3 separate regions of the Sus scrofa genome follow, and regions 2 and 3 are each linked to region 1. The links are chromatin contacts, called in public HiChIP or PLAC-seq maps. All regions are on one chromosome and are shown on one strand. The core of a region is the stretch at or near the end of the contact, and the rest is flanking DNA. Distances in the headings are between cores, read along the strand shown.

Evidence for each region. HiChIP or PLAC-seq counts read pairs in DNA pulled down with a chosen protein or histone mark.
Region 2: an H3K27ac HiChIP or PLAC-seq map of skeletal muscle shows a contact between it and region 1. The contact joins two enhancer-like sites.
Region 3: a contact with region 1 is called in an H3K27ac HiChIP or PLAC-seq map of skeletal muscle. The contact joins two enhancer-like sites. A contact is called at or near these places in 1 of 47 Hi-C or Micro-C datasets (embryonic fibroblasts) and 2 of 2 datasets of contacts at active chromatin or transcription factors (alveolar macrophages and skeletal muscle).

The regions. Positions count from the first base shown.
Region 1 is chr15:120,178,796-120,182,260 of Sscrofa11.1, reverse strand. No RefSeq gene overlaps it. Among named protein-coding and RNA genes, the nearest start is that of RUFY4, 13 kb to the left of the region's middle. Within about 2 kb of position 1,745, at least 6 of the 83 cell types and tissues checked have an H3K27ac peak or open chromatin away from gene starts, as enhancers often do. A contact at or near this core is called in skeletal muscle, where this site is marked.
Region 2 is chr15:119,951,677-119,955,141 of Sscrofa11.1, reverse strand. It overlaps TNS1 (tensin-1), which reads left to right. Exons shown (of 36, transcript XM_021075207.1): 36 at 2,199-3,465. The coding sequence ends at 2,343. Among named protein-coding and RNA genes, the nearest start is that of TNS1, 190 kb to the left of the region's middle. Within about 2 kb of position 1,906, at least 5 of the 83 cell types and tissues checked have an H3K27ac peak or open chromatin away from gene starts, as enhancers often do. A contact at or near this core is called in skeletal muscle, where this site is marked.
Region 3 is chr15:120,049,898-120,053,362 of Sscrofa11.1, reverse strand. The region is part of intron 5 of TNS1 (tensin-1); the gene reads left to right. Among named protein-coding and RNA genes, the nearest start is that of TNS1, 92 kb to the left of the region's middle. Within about 2 kb of position 1,657, at least 38 of the 83 cell types and tissues checked have an H3K27ac peak or open chromatin away from gene starts, as enhancers often do. A contact at or near this core is called in skeletal muscle, where this site is marked.

The DNA of each region.
Region 1 (3,465 bases), core at 496-2,995:
AATGCTGGATCCTTAACCCACTGAGCAAGGCCAGGGATCGAGCCCGCAACTTCATGGTTCCTAGTTGGATTTGTTAATCACTGAGCCATGATGGAACTTCTTATGTATGTATTTTTTTTTCTTTCTTTTTCTTTTTTTTCCTGTCAGCAGCATTTCATTTTTTAATGTTTGTTTTATTTATTTTTATTATAATTGATTTATAATGTTATGTCAATTTCTGCTGTACAGCGAAGTGACCCAGTCGCGCACGCGTGCGTGTGTATGTGTGTGTGTGTATACACATACATTCTTTTTCTCACATTATCCTCCATCATTCCAGCCTCTTTTTAAAAAATATTTTAATTTTTAAATTTTTTTTGTCTTTTCTAGGGCCGCCCCGTGGCATATGGATGTTTCCAGGATAGGGGTCTAATTGGAGCTGTAGCCGCAGGCCTACACTAGAGCCACAGCAATGCCAGATCCCAGCTGCATCTGCGACCTACACCACAGCTCAGGGCAATGCCAGAACCTTAACCCACTGAGCAAGGCCAGGGATCGAACCCGCAACCTCATGGTTCCTAGTTGGATTCGTTAACCACTGAGCCGTGACAGGAACTCCCAGCCTCTTTCTTTCCCCTAAAGCAGGCAGGGATGGATGGCCTCTCTCTTACAGGGAAGGCGGTGTGGAGGAGTGGTTACACAGGTGGCCTTCTGGGTTAAACTAAATTCAGCTTTGGGCTTTGCCGCTTCAGGGCTGTGCATCACCGAGCCTACCATGTAACTTCTCTGTGCCTTGGTTCCCTCCGCCGCCCTTGAAAGCACTTTGAACCGTGTGGGGTCCATCGCTAGCGTTTAATAAAGAGTAGCTCCTGTTGCTCTCTTCATGGTTACGGAGTGATTGTATTCATTTGAGTCCTCTGAGAAATGAAATGGGATTAAATGTGTAAAGATTTTATTAGGGGAAATGCTGAGGGAGAGGAAGGAGCCGGTGAGGCTGGGAGAACCTTCAGGGGGCAATGCCAGTCTGACCCTGAGTGGAGGGGAGACAGAGGGAGTGAGAGTGGGACCTCCTAGAATGCTGTGCCCTCTAAGGAGAGTTCAGCATAGCCGAAAGGAAATCAAGAAGCGAGAGGTGACAAGTCTCACCCCCAGGAATGGCCTGAGAATCGCCTTGACACTGGTGGGGGCAGCCTGAGGGAGGCAGGGCCTTGGCAAGCCTAGTGAGGGATTTCAAAGCGTAGCTAGGCCCCTCTCCTGCTGCAGGAGGCACATTCTGGTGGCCGCCACAGGGCCTTGAGCCTCAGAGGAGGACAGGGCCTTTGGCCCTGGGGTGTGAGGTAGGTTGGGAAGGGTGGAGCCAGAGGTGACTGAAGGATCTGGAAGGATCCAGCAGCCTGGGTCTCAGGCTGTCCTGCTCCCTTCCAGGCCTGAGCCTGCTTGGCCTGGCTGCCTCGGGGCCTGGCTTCAGGCTGGGTCCTGGCTGTTGAGTTAATATCCTTTAGCTTAGTCATGTTCCTGGAGCAGAGGGCTGACTCCACCTGGGCTCTGACTGCTCTCCCTGCCCCCCTCCCCGCCTTCCCTTCCTACCTGAGGTACCTTGGCGCTGAGGGGGAAACTGAGGCACAGTGAGGGTTCTGGGCACAGGGGCCTTCAGGAATACTCATTGGACTGGCCTCCTTTTCCCCCTGGGCAGAGCCATCCACCTCAAAGTTCATTCTAGGCGAGGCTGGGCAGCTTGAAACTACCCCCGTGCTAACCTTGGGTGTCCTCTGGGACTGGCCGGGCTGGCCAGAGTGCGGGGCCGGGGTGCGGAGAGCCGAGCCAGGCTGCGACACCATTAGGGGAATGAAGTTGGAGCTGGAGCAAGTGCTTTTGGGCACTGAGCTGAGGCCATCTGTGGGCGGTCGGACCAGGCCCAGGCCGGCCAGACTGTCCCCACCCCCCACACTGCCCCCATCAGCTCCCCACCACTGCAGACTGCATTGAGATGCGTGAGCCACCCAGACGGCCTCTTGAACCCCAGCCACTCAATATGCTAAGCAGGGCTAATTTATTCCCTTGCTTCTTAATGGCGTTTCAGCAAAGCCAGCAGGGGCTGAGTATGTTGGAGGTAACTGGTGGGTGGGTGGGGGGGGGCGTTGCAGGATGGGGGAGGGAAGAACGGTTCTCTGTTTCTCCTGCAAGACCCCTGGGCTCCCTGTGTGACTCAACGCTGCCCCTCCTCAGGCATTTGGCGACTCTGGGACGGGTAACTGGGTGATGTCTAGCTTACTGCTTCTCAGCTGGGTGCCCTGGGCAAACTAAGAGTGTCTCTGAACCTCAGCTTCCTCATCTGTGAAATGGGCACAATAGATCCCACCTTGCCGGGCTGTGGTGAAGAGTCCGTATCACAGAACACACCAAGCTCTGTAGGACACAGTGGACAGGTGGCACTGGCTTCTTGTTGGCACCTCTTCCCCTCTTGTGTTGCTCTCCAGCCTGGACTCCGGAATCCCGAGAACTGAGGCTGGTCTGGGAGCTCTGCTCTGGGGCTCAGGGATTAGGGGTGAGGAGGGGTGGGGATAGATGAGCTTATAGCCCCATGCCAAGAAAAGGAGGGAGCGTTTGTGGTGGAAAAGTGTGGAACCAGAGGTCAGGCTGATCTGGTTGCAAGTCTAAGCTCTGCCACTGACCAGCCTCAGTTTCCTCATCTGGAAAATGGGGATGATAGCACCCACTTGAAGGGTTAGGGAGGGGAGTTGGCTGACATGTAAGGTTCCCAGCACATAGAGGGCCCTCAGTAAGCATCCGTTTCCTTCGCCCCTGCAGAGTCGCCTTTGAAGTCATCTGTTGACCTCTTCACTCACTGGCTTGGCCAAGGGCCTCACTTCTGATCCCCTCTCAGAATGAGGGACAGGGATGGGGAGAGCCCTGGGCTTGGGGTCTCTGACTTGGCAGACAGGTCAGAGGTCATTTAGCAGTAATGATCATAGATGCTCCTTTTTTTTTTTTTTTTTTGTCTTTTTGCCATTTCTTGGGCTGCTCCCTCAGCATATGGAGGTTCCCAGTCTAGGGGTTGAATCGGAGCTGTAGCCGCCGGCCTACACCAGAGCCACAGCAACGCAGGATCCGAGCCGTGTCTGCAACCTACACCACAGCCCATGGCAATGCCAGATCCTTAACCCACTGGGCAAGGCCAGGGATGGAACCCGCAACTTCATGGTTCCTTGTCAGATTCGTTAACCACTGAGCCACGATGGGAACTCCAATAATGATCATAGATGCTCTTAAAGAGCCTCAGAGGATGCTCACCACAACCTCGAAAAGTGATGCGAGCAGGTGTTATCACCCTACTTCACACATGGGGAGGCTGAGACCCAGGGCATGACTCGTCTATAGTCTCATCGCTGTCATTGTAGTCGGATGTGAGCCAGGTCTTAGGTTCCTGGCTCTCTGCACTTGGCCTCTTTCCTGCCTCTCACCCATTCGCTTTCTGCGGAACAAGAT
Region 2 (3,465 bases), core at 657-3,156, 230 kb after region 1:
AGATGCAACTTGGATCCCACGTTGCTGTGGCTGTGGTGTAGACTAGCAGCTGTAGCTCTGATTCGACCCCTAGCCTGGGAACCTCGATATGCCATAGGTGTGGCCCTAAAAAAGCAAAAATAAATCAATTTTAAAAAGGTCTTAAGTGATAGGTAAAATGGGAGTGGGGGTAGGGGCAGCTGATTTTGTTTTCATGGGGACAGGGCCGTGGGGCCAACCCGACTGCAAGCTCCCTGAGGGCAGGACGGTGTCTGCTGTGTGGGAGGGGCTGATAAATATTTAATGAAGCGGCGTTCCTGTGGTGGCTCAGTGGGTTAAGACTCCGACTAGTATCCATGAGGATGCAGGTTTGATCCCTGGCCTCGCTCCGTGGGTTGAGGATCTGGCGTTGCCACAGCTGTGGTGTAGGCCGGCAGCTGCAGCTCCCCTAGCCTGGGAACTTCCCCATAAGCTGTGGGTGCGGCCCTAAAAAGAAAAATAAGATGTAATGAAGAAAGGAAAGGATGGAGGCAGGGAGGAGGAGAGCCAGGAGGAGGCCCAGTGAGGCCACCGTGGTCCAGACCAGTGGAACTGCCCAGGATCAGCACGGTGGACGCTGCCTCTGTGGGAGGAATGCAGCAGACCCGGCCTGGCCCGAGGTCACACAAAGAGTTAGTGGCCCAGCTGAAAGGAAGCCCCCGTGTCCAGTCATTTCAAAGCTTCCCTCTCTCCTGCCTCAGCCTCCTCCTGGGCTCGCAGGGTCATCAGGGTCTCGGAGTCCCTGTCACCAGCCGTGTTTGAAGGACTTCATCCTTCCTCACTTCTGGGCCCTGCAAGGGGGAGGTGCTTGGGGACAAAAGCAGGCTGGTCCCAGGCATGGAAACCCCTGGAGCAGCTTCAGGACTCGCCCTGGCGGAGGCCCAGGAGAGCTCAGGGCTGGACCAGGGTGGGGCCAGTGAGATGCCCCAAGGCCCCAGTTTAAGGAGGTGCCTGCTCTCGGGTGCTTGTGGGTGCTCCTCTCTGCCCTTGGATGCTGAGGGTCCACGCCCACATCCACATCCCAAGCAGTGCAGGGACTTGGGCTGCAGTTGAGTTGGTCCTGGGACCCACAGAACTGAAATACAAACATCAGGGGAGGGCAGGCGGCAGTGGGACGGTGTTTGGGCCTGAGAGGTTGGCTGGCCCTCCGTCCTGGCAGAACCGGAGTTGGCTCGCTGTCATGCTGGCAGCTCGGAGCCACGGTCTCCCTCCACTGCACCGAGGAGCCTGGACAGGGGGTTCTGGGGGTGGTCCCTGCCACTTGGGCAGACTGTAACCCCAGGCCTCTGAGATGCAGGTGGGGAGAGCAAAGCTGTAGGAAGCCCAGTGTGTGTGTGTGTGTGTGTGTGTGTGTGTATACACGTGTGCACGCACGTGGTGGTGAGCCAGACCCAACTTTGCTAATTTTAGCTGTTGTGGTCCAGTCCTGGGAGAGGGGTTTCCATCGGAATCTCCAGCTGTCCCGCTTTCCCCATCCCGCTCTAATTAGCAACGTGCCAGCTGGGAGGGGACCTGAGCTCACATTCTGTTCTCTGTGCTCATATTTTTAACTCTGTTTTGCACACAGAGCCTGCTCGGTCACCGCCGTCCTGGGGTGGGGAGTGGGGGTGGGGGGAACAGGTGTGGGGTCCCCATCCCCCTCCCTCTCTTGAGCCTAGAAGAAATGTGTGTGTGTGTGTGTGTGTGTGTGTGTGTGTGTGTGTGTGTGTGTGTCAGGGGAGGGTGGCCCCCTGTCCTTTGGTCTCCCTGACCCTCTCTGGTGTCCGAGGAGGCCAAGCTGTTTGACAGGCAGGTGGCATTTTATTCATGTGTTTATGTGCTGTGGGTAAGAACAGTAGGGTGGGGTGGGGCCTGGTCCAACCAGGAGACGCTGGTCTGGGAATGTTCCATTTTATTTTTGGTCTTATCCCCACCTCTCACTGTCCAGTCTTGTCATTGGCCTCCAGCACCTCCTCCCCCTGTCCCCCCAAAGGGCAATTTCTGCTGACTCTGAACAAGCAACGTGGCATCGCCAGGCACTGGTTTTCTTGTCCATGGAGGAGCGAGGATTGTCCCTTGATGCCCCGAGCTCAGGATGGTGGCGAAGATGGGGGAGAGACATGGGCTCAAAGATGAGCTTGCTCACCTGGGGTCCCTCCCACCCCCTCCTCACACCTGCCACCCCTCTTCTGCCCTTGCAGGCTCTTCGGCTTCGTGGCCCGGAAGCAGGGCAGCACCACGGACAACGCCTGCCACCTCTTTGCTGAGCTTGACCCCAACCAGCCGGCCTCTGCCATCGTCAACTTTGTCTCCAAGGTTATGCTGAGTGCCGGCCAGAAGAGATGAACCCCCACCCCTTGCCCGGGGCCAGGGCAGTGGGGTGGGGGCCTGTGGGGGAGGGGACCCATGAATCCCGACCATCCTCGAATCCAGAAGGAGGACTTTGGGCCAATTTTGGAGAAGGAGAGAAGAAAGTGTAACATGGGAGAGGGAAGTGAATTGAACGGGGAGGGGGGAAGAGAGAGAGGAAGGAAGGAAAAAATGGAGGAGAATAATTCAGATTCCCCAGGGAGATGGACACTGCAAAACCCCCAGAGCCTCCAGATCTAACCAGGTCCACCTACCTCCCCCTCCCCTCCTCCAAGAGGATGGAGCTCCTCGAGGGACACAGAAGCAACCCCCCTAGGAGAGCCACATTTGCGGGGGGGACAGAGAAGCTCCTTCTCCCTAACCCAACTTCCTGGCAAGGAGAAATCCCATCAAGAGAACCTCTTTCTGGCCACCTCTGGGGTAGATCACCAAACCCAAAAGAGCCGGCATGGGACATCCAGTGGCGGAACCTTTTGCTTTTGAAAGTATCTCACACTCGAGGCACCTAAGGCCCCTTTGCTCTGCCCCTTTGCTCTGCCGCTGATGCACACTTTGTGGGTGTGGGTGTGGCGTGTATATATGGCCACACCTACCTCCTCACCCACTGATTTCTCTTGGCCTCTCAGCTGGAATTAGAAACAGGTAAACTTGTCTGTGTCCCCTGTGTTTGCACTTGTGCACACTTGTCCAAAGAAGTTAGGGTTGGGGGTGACAGGGCAGCAGGGAGGGGGGATAAGCCCTGTGCCCCAGCAGCACCCAGGATTATGGGTAACGGACTGTCTCTTGGTCCCGGCACCTGCTTTAACAGCTTCGGGTGCCGCCACCCCCTTTTCCTCAATGGAGACCCTAGCGGGCGTGGGGCTGTCACGCTGCAGCGTGACCCCTGACCTGCCTCCACCAGGAGGCAGGAGCATTGGTTGGAGGGGATGAGGACACGTGTCCATAGCGTTGGGGGAGAGATCCCTGAGGAAGGGTTGTTTTTGAGCACTGGGCACCTTCCCCAAGGCAAGTGGCCCAGCCTCGGGCAAGCAGGTGGCTCCTACCAGCTCCCAGCCCTCAGCCCCCTTTTGGGTTTCGTGCCCAGATCAGCCTTCCTCA
Region 3 (3,465 bases), core at 408-2,907, 130 kb after region 1:
ACCCTCCTCCCAACTGTGCCCCCTGGGGACTGGGGCTCAGGAAACAGCTTTTCTTTTGGTCCAGGGCTGTTGTGTTTGGTCTGTGGACCTCAAAGGAAGGCAGGACTCTTCCCACGCAGTCGTTGCTCCAAACCAACCCCACCCAGATCCTGGGGTTCCCGCTGTGCTGCAGGGTGGGGAAGAAGAGGGTGAAAAATGGAGCCGGGGGGTGGGGACATGGATCTTGAGCTGCTCTGGAGTGTCTGAGCAGTGGTCAGCAGCTCTCGCCTGCAGCGAGGACCAAGGCCAACAGAGTTCGCTGAATCTGCAGCAGGAAGGGTGAGGGTTAGATACCAGGAGGAACTGCCCGATAATAAGAGAAGTAAGACACTGTTTGGGGAAGGCTGTGGAATTTCCTTTCCCAGTGTCGTTTAAGCAGAGGAAAGACTGTGTGTTGGTGATGATGATAGGGCAGATTCTTGGTGCCTAGGGAGGTGGATCAAAAGTCCTATTATCCATCCCTGTCTGGGGAAGGATAGGGAAGTTCAAAGCTGAGTGTGTAAAGGGCTTTGAGAGCCCCAGTGAGGAAAGGAATGGGATTACAGGCAGCCAGAGAGCTTGCTTGCCTTGATGAAATAAACTCTTTCCAGTACTCTTTACAAAGCCCTCTGGTGGTTTTTCCCAGAGGCTCTAAATGGAGCAGAGAAATCACCCGAGACTCTGCTGTACCCATTGACAGATGGGTCAGTGAGACCAAGTGGCTGCTTCTCACCCTGGCTCCGTGGAGGAGCACCTGCCTTCACAGACCGTAGGGACCTTGCGCACGGCTGGTGCCACTCCATGTGCATGACGATGGGGAGCAGAGAGGCCCGTGTCCCTCTTGAAAAAGGCCCTCGGGATTAGGCAGCCGCAGGAGGCGCTGTCTCTCGCCTGGCGTGTGTGAGGTCACTGTATTTCTTGGAGCATCAGGTTGTGTTACTCATGCGCCCCCGCCCCCAGCCCCTTGGTGGTTCCCCGGTTCTCCCTGTGACTCTGCCACCAACCCTCGGACGTGTTACCTGTGCACGTCTGCTTTCTGCTAGCGAGTGTCACATGCCCCCAAACTTTGCAGAAAACAGGAAGCCCTGTCAGTTAGGGGGCGGCCCAATGATTCATCGGGAGATGACCGTCCAGCTGTTCATCTCCATCCTCCCCGCTGGGGTCACCGTCCAGGGCAGCTTCCTCCCCGGCCTCCCCTTCCCTGGCTGGCTCGGCAGAGCAGAGCCGGCTTGGACTTTGTCTTATCACCTCTGGAGGCAGTGTGGCCATGGCCAGACTCGGTTGGGGCCAAGTTTTTATTTATCTTCCTTGGCTTTTTTGGGGTGGGGAGGCGGAGGAATGTGGAGTGTTGTAACATTGAGGAGAGGGGTGGGGAAGCAGGAGCCGGCGCTCCCGCCCCGCGCATCCTTCTCGCCCCTGTGCCCGTGGAGGCTCCCCTAGGGTCCCATCGGCTCCCAGGTCCCCTTGCCAAGCCGGTCTCAATATCCCATTGTCTCCCTGCGGCTCCCTAAGCCTGGCCCCGTGGTCCTGGCCGCACCTCCAGCCTTGGCTCTGGTGGTGGCTTCCAGTTGTTCGAAGCAGCTGTGGTGGCCTCCTCCAAACATGGCTGTGGATCAAGCAGTCGCCGGAACCCGAGGGGCTATTTATAGCAGGGTGGCCCCGGGGCCTGGAGCAGGGCCTGGGGCCTGGGGAGTTTCAGTGGCTCCTCATCAGGGATCAGCAGAATGGAGACGGATGGAGTGTTGGGTTTCTGCGTCCCTCTGGGTGGGTCGTTTTGAAACAGCCTGGTTTGGGTCTTGAAAACCAAATACAGCTCAACCCCTCCTTACCGCCCCCTCCCTCGCACCTCCTCCACCCCCAAAGCCTGACTCATGCCAACCCAAGTCCTCAGGGCCAGGAGAGCTGTGGCGACAGAGAAACTTTCCGCCCCGACAGCCCCACTTGGCTGTTTCCTCCTGCTGCTTCGTCCAAGGCTGAGCTGTTCAGAGCTGGGTGGCCGCCCAGGCAGAGGGGACTCTGGCCACAGCCTTCTGACCAGAGGCTGGATGGAGAACCCTTTTCTGAGCAGGGCTGCCCTGACTTGGGGCTCAGTTGGGAGCTGGGCTGTACAGCCAACTCGCCCCCACCTCGTAGGTGCTTCCGGGCCTGGAGATGGCTGAAGGGAGCTTCTCTTCTCGGGGCTCCAGGGGCCCAGCCCGGAGCCTAGGGGTGAACTCTGCCAGGCATCAGGACTTGGGGGTGAGTCACTGTGGCTTCGGTTTCTCCTCTTCTTGGTGGACTGTGGTCCAGCCTCTTCCAAGATGTGGATGCAACTTGATGGTCAGGGAAGGCCGGTTTCGGGGAGTTTGTCTGAAGAGTGCCATTGAATTCAGAGGACTCTGGCTGGGCCTGGGAATGGACAGGTTGGGTGTCAGATTCTGCATTGAGTGAGGTGGCTGAAAAGGATCGGGGGTGGGGGGGCAGCTGTTGATGCAGGGCTTTGCTTTTCCATAGGAGTGAATGTTGTGTTTGTATCTTTCCCCTTTTAATTGTACTTGATGTAGTAACAGTAACAACATGTAAGCGCCTCATGTGCGTAATTCTTTTTTTTTTTTGCTTTTCTTTAGGGCCACAGGTGCGGCATATGGTAGTTCCCAGGCTAGGGGTCACATCGGAGCTGCGGCTGCTGGCCTACCCAACAGCCACAGCAATGTGGGATCTGAGCTGCATCTGCACCTTTACCACAGCTCATGGCAACGCTGTATCCTTAGCCCACTGAGCGAGACCAGGGATCGAACCTGTATCGTCATGGATACTGGTCAGATTTGTTTCTGCTGCGCCACGATGGGAACTCACGTATAATTCCTTGTACTCTTCACACAAGCTCATAAGGATCATCCCATCTTACTTACGATATTACAAAGGCTCAGAGCATTCAGTTAATCTCAAGGCTGCCCAGCAGGATGCTGTGGGACTCTGAACTGGATCTCGCGCTTTCATCATGTGCCATCAGGTTGCCCTGGGGTGTTTTGGGTACTAGCTTGGGTCCATTTGCCTACTTTTCTACAAGTCAGCAACCCTAGAGGTGGGAGCGGGTTAGGATAACAGACAAGGAGCAGTGAGTCCTCAGAAACATGATTTGCTGTCTAGCCCTGATCTCAGATGGTACACGCCACGCCCAGCTGCTTCTTGTCTCAAAACTTTGGATTGAATGACCGGTGTTGCTGCTTTAAAGGAGAGGCATAGGGGCTGCTGGTGGTTGGAGGAGAAATGTTCAGAGCTGGGCAGAGGGGTGCCAGCGCTCCCATCTTTCCTTCTTTCATGCTTACCATCTCTAGGAGTCCCACTGTGGCTCAGTGGTAATGAACCCAACTAGTATCTATGAGGATGCGGGTTCGATCCCTGGTCTTGCTCAGTGGGTTAAGGATCTGACATTGTTGTGAGCTGTGGTGTAGTCGCAGACGTGGC